Regions from separate parts of the Oryzias latipes genome. Here region 1 is linked to region 2. The links are chromatin contacts, called in public Hi-C maps. All regions are on one chromosome and are shown on one strand. The core of a region is the stretch at or near the end of the contact, and the rest is flanking DNA. Distances in the headings are between cores, read along the strand shown.

Evidence for each region. Hi-C and Micro-C count contacts between places; a contact is called where the count stands out from the background.
Region 1: a contact with region 2 is called in a Hi-C map of embryo, with 2.4 times the contacts expected there. The contact joins two enhancer-like sites. A contact is called at or near these places in 5 of 5 Hi-C or Micro-C datasets (embryo, fibroblasts and gastrula embryo).

Annotation. Positions count from the first base shown.
Region 1 is chr6:18,668,816-18,671,515 of ASM223467v1, reverse strand. No RefSeq gene overlaps it. Among protein-coding and RNA genes, the nearest start is that of LOC101172490, 95 kb to the right of the region's middle. Within about 2 kb of position 1,370, at least 2 of the 8 cell types and tissues checked have an H3K27ac peak or open chromatin away from gene starts, as enhancers often do. A contact at or near this core is called in embryo, where this site is marked.
Region 2 is chr6:18,589,448-18,592,147 of ASM223467v1, reverse strand. No RefSeq gene overlaps it. Among protein-coding and RNA genes, the nearest start is that of LOC101172490, 16 kb to the right of the region's middle. Within about 2 kb of position 1,402, at least 1 of the 8 cell types and tissues checked has an H3K27ac peak or open chromatin away from gene starts, as enhancers often do. A contact at or near this core is called in embryo, where this site is marked.

The DNA of each region.
Region 1 (2,700 bases), core at 121-2,620, 79 kb before region 2:
GTTTTACTGTACTTCTTTGATAACAGCTTTTTTTGGCCATGTAGTCTTGGCAGCCTTGAGCCAGTGTTTTGAGAGGGCACATCTACAGCTGTGCTGTGAGCGGTAGCATTCACCTTTCCTGTTTTCCGGCTGCAGCTCAGAAACCACACGTTACTCTATTTATAATACAACCAACCTCAATGTAACTCATGCCCCACACTCTTGCTTGCATCACACAGGGGTCACTTCCCTCTGCACCTCCACCACTGCTCTTGCATTCCAACATGGCTCTAGGAAAGCAGCCCAGCAAAGCTCTGTATTCCTTAAATCACAAAGAGGCCCAGATCAGAGCCGTCCTGGATTGGAGCCAGGATCCTACCCTCACAGCCCAGGCAGCTGGGGGCAGCCTATAATAAGCGGGAGACAATGAGAACGAACATACCTCCCACGCTTTGCATGTAGATGTTAGAATTATATTGAAAATAAATGGTTTCAGAGGCTTTAGATAGACTAGACTAATTATAAAACAAAATGAGAACCTCGGATGAAAAATAAAAAAGTGCTTCATCTGAAAGTTTTTAACATTTAAATTCTTGAGATGATGTATTATTCAGTGTACTGTACTTTTAAAGTGCAAAGTTGCAAAGGACAAAGATTATCACAGTAAACATCCAAATGTGCAATGGCTTTTTTGAATTTTTAGCTTAAAGGACGCTTCTCAGTATTAACATACATCCTTGCTTGCTTTTTTATGTCGTAGGTTCAGTTCATTTACTGTAAACTCTGATTATTTATTTTCTTTTGTTTTTGTTTTCGAGTAGTCATCAAAAATTAGGCTTTGTGTACAACTTTTGTTTCCACGTGGGAACAACGCATATTAAAGAGATTCTGTTTTAATGAATAATAATGAACAATCCACCAAGATGTGGATGGCAGTGGTGCTTTAATGGTCCCTTGCAGCCTCTTAAGCCTCTGGTGATAAATCTTCGACGGGCTCACACGTATAACTAAAACCCAAACCTCATTCAACTTCACATCCATCAGTGTTTGGCTCAAAGTGATGACAAAGCACTTTCAATTACAACAGTAACTGACTCTGGAAACAGTTCATAGCCAAGTCCAGACTCAAGGACCACAGGAAAAAAAGCCCAAGAGGGGGGTGGGGGTGGCTGGTGGGGCATCCGTTTGCCTCGCTCCCAAATAATAAAAAGGGTGGAGTGACTCTGCGACACAAGGAATGCTGCTAGTATCACAAACCCAAGGACAATTCACCCATTTTGTGTGCTGTCACCCCCGTAGTCTGATTTATGGTTGGGACATCCTTCCTATGACCCATTCGTCCATCAGCTTGGCGCTACAAGGATACTCTGGTTATTGAAGGCTGAAGTATCAAAGCGTCCTCAGTCAGGGCCCTTGTCTCGTACCAGAGGGCCTTGTGCTGCTGAATGGGGTGTGTGGCAGTTTGAGGGGGGGGAAACCGCGGCAGCAGAGAAGTGCCATTCTTAACCCTGAGCAACACAGGAGAGAAGAGCTTTTTGAGAATCCATCAACTGTAGATGCTTCATTTTACAACGTTCATGTTTTCTTTTCTATTTTCCCATCCCAGTTTGTAATTATATTACGTGAAGTGTGTGCTCTATAAAACTTAACATGGCGCTGTTTAATTGGAGTGATTTTACTTATAATTGCATGATCCTCTTTGGCTCTTTTGGCTTCCACTCGATTTGAATAAGCAGGCTAATTCCTAAATCAGTCCTCAGAATTAATCAATATAACAAAAATACTAATGAAGTTCAAAGATGATATAACTGACAAGATGTAAATCGCTTCTGAAAACTGAAACATAGAAAAGTGAGCAGAAATTAACCCAACAATAAAAGCAGCAGGTAGAGATGGGGCAGAAACACATCAGTGATAATAATCCCCCTATTTGGCTCCTTTAAAACACCTTCATTACATAAATAAAAACAGAGTCGGATCCCCCACAGTGCCTGATCTTTTCAAGCACCTCTGACTTCAACCCCCCTGATGAAAGCCCCACGCTAACATCAGGAGTCTGGAGCCTTTACTCCCTAACTTCAGGCAATTATGACACAGAGGAGATCTTTGCCTTCTGCTCTCCTGAAGAAGAAAAAAAAGGCATTTCTTCTTTTTACCAGCACAGTTGTAAAAATAAGCTTGCTCTCCTCGATTGCAGTCACCCTATGCCCTTTGCAATAGCAGCAAGGATGTATCAGAACAAGCCATGGGGCAAAACAAATCACTTGTGATTTACAGAATTATAAAGATTTTAATAGCTGCTATGTTTCTCTCTCAGATTGGTCTTTATTTCCAGGAGTCAAAGTTTCCTGGGTGCCCCGGGCTTTTGAAAAGCAGTAATTGGCCAACAGAGAGACTTCGGATCTCCCTGGGTGATTGAGGGTATTTGTTGCTGTGAACTTGGGGGTATCATTCTAAAGATCACAGGTCCAGGATCTGAGAGACTGCAGCTTGTCAAGCACAATTCATTTCGCAGCTGTGTAAGGACTGCTTTCCATGCAGTTCATGCGGTGTTGTCTAAAGTTTTAGTCTCTCTGCAGAAGAAGTTCCACTGCTTGATGTTTTTTCATTTTTATTTCTTTATGAATATGTTTTTTTATACATGTCCAAATGATTCTCCATAAAGTAAGAGCTGCTGGTGTGAGACTCAAAGGAAGCGTTTAGTTAATGCTGATACTTTGA
Region 2 (2,700 bases), core at 153-2,652:
AGCAAAGAGAGGTCAGGAAACTTGCAAGTCGGGTATTTCGGGCCCTGTTCTCTAATCAAGTATTCATGAAACAGCAGTGGGTGGAAAGTATAGGTTTACATGACACTTGTGGTTGCCGACTTCCCCCCTCCCCCCTCGCCACCCCCTCCAGGCAGACAGGCCATCATTCCTAGTGTACTTCCAGCAATGATATCAAAAAGGTTTTTTGGTCAAGCCAAAGAGAGGTCACTCTAATAATACCCAAGGTCAGTGGTGGGAGCCAGAGAGTCTCCCAGTCATTATTCATTTGTTCACAGAGTTAATGACAGTTGCAGGGGGAATTTGGAGCCAGTAGCCATGTGATGTCACCAACACATGCCAAGGGATTAGGAGGGCAGGCAGGGGACAAGAAGTGAGGATTATACAGAAACGACAACAACCTTTACGACATCACCACCCAACTCTGCACGTTGGAGTTACGACAAACGGGATGAGAAGCAGCCAAATGGCTAAAACAATTATCTAAATTTGTCTGTGGGAGATGCTAAACGTTTGTCTTTAGTCTGAGGGAGTTGTTTTTTTTTTCCAAAATAAAGCAAAACGATGACTGGATAAAGGCAAGATGGTGTTGAGAACATTTCATTGCCCATCCGCTTTTCAGTAAAAGGGGTTAATAAAGTCGCAGTGGCTGCATTGAAGTTGTGAAACACAGAAACAGCAGCCTGTGGCTAGTGCGTAGAGAATGAACAATGAACACACCTTACTCAGTCACTGCATGGGCAGCACCACGGAGCGAACAATGAACCCCTCCCTCCTGTCTCGCACCATGTCTGATAATGACCACATCCACCCGCAACTGATGGCACTATTCTTTTATGACCTACATGAGCAGAAATGCAGCTCAGATAAAACAGTCCAGCGGGGATTTTTAGAATATTATCATTCCTGTGAGTGCAACAAAAGAAAATAATTTGCTTTCTGCTTTTTGCTTTCCTCTTGCTTTTTTGTTTTTAAATGAGGTGTGGAAAATTCAAAAACACGTATTTTAGCTCCACTTTTGTCTAAACAGTGGCTGTCTCAAATGATCAGCTGAAGGAGCTGTTCTTTAAGTTTCATCTGCTAGATAATTAGTCTTGAGGCAAAATGCATTTAGACAAATTATGCTGCAGGAATCCACCAATTTGGCCTTTCGACCCGACAGCTAGCATGTAGATAGTAGAATCCCTGTTTGAGCACAAGGTCAGAGAATAAATATGAACTGCGTTTTGCATTACTCTCGTATGAGTGAAGCTGTCAGAGCAATAATATGAGCTTTCAGGCCTACTTTCTGCCACTTGTCCCCCATCCTCAGACCACAGGGTCATGTGAAAATTGAAAGTGACAGTCAAACCAGCATGTTGAGCAGGCTGATTGGACTAAGCTGTCATGGCCCAGATCAGAGCTCTTTAACACCAGGCCAATCAGTGGTCTCTCCGTTTAAACCACTGGCTCTAACTGCAAGGCAGCTTGGGAGAAGAAGAAAAAAAAAACTAGAATCCAGAAAAGTAAGCTCTAGCTGATCCACGAAGGTTAAAAAAAAGTTCTCTGTCTTAAAAACCCAACTTTGAGTTTGAGCAGAGGGCTTTCTGTGAGGCAGGATTTTTAGCTCTCCACCCCATCACTGGTTTCCCATTGTGGTTGCTTGAATGAAAAATGTATGTATCACCTGTTTTGTGAAAGATCTAATGAGCCCAGGGTGGCACCACATAAAAGATTTCTTTGCAAGCATCACCTGTCAATTTGTATTAGCTTCTATATGCAGCATTGAATGTATCTCGGTCGCAAGCAGTGAACTCACTGTCATCCGTTCTGATGATAATAAATCACGCCATTATCAATCTTACTGGGGAGAGAAACATTTTAGTCAGGTGGAAGAATAACTTATGATCCTTTTATGTCCTGCTGAGAGCCCTTGAAAATAATAATACACCGCAGCAGAAGCACACGAACAACTGAAAGGCGCCGAGTGTTATAAATCTGATGGGATTTGCATATTTTGCCTCCCTCACAAGGAGCAGGCAAAAGAAATCGCATGGCATACGAAGAAAGAGGCCGTTACAGAACACAAATTGAAGGCAGGGGTTCACATGAAGACAGACGTGTTTCTCTGGGACTCATTTGTGATTAAAAAGTTGACGGCTTTCAAAGCAAAAGCTCCTCAAAAGAACAGTTTTGTGTCAGGATGACTCAAAGTCAAAATTTATCAGCCGTGTCATCAGTCATAAGGTGTGTTTTGAACTGTCAGAACTTTGCTTTGTTTGTTTTCCGTTGTAGCTCCTCCAGATTTGTCCACGTTTGCCATCCTAAAAACCATTTAGATTTTCTTCTTGCTGTAAGAAAATCTAAAGCCTGTGAAAACTTCATTTCCTCTGCATGTAAAAAATAAACAAACTTGTCCAGTCTTGTCTTCTGTGCTTTGATTAATTTCAAGATTTAGTTTGCTGTTTGTTGGAATTTGCTCTTGTCAGTGAAACAGGTAAAAAATCATTTATATTTCATAATATAAAGATGAAAACAGAAAATGACTAAATACTATTTATTTTATTTTGACAGGCAATTTGACAAACCACGTCAATCTCTTTTTGATTAAAAAAACACAAATTACTACTTTTTATATGCTTTAGTCATATATTTGGCATAAAAACAATTAGAACCACAAAATAAAATTCAAATGTTTATTTA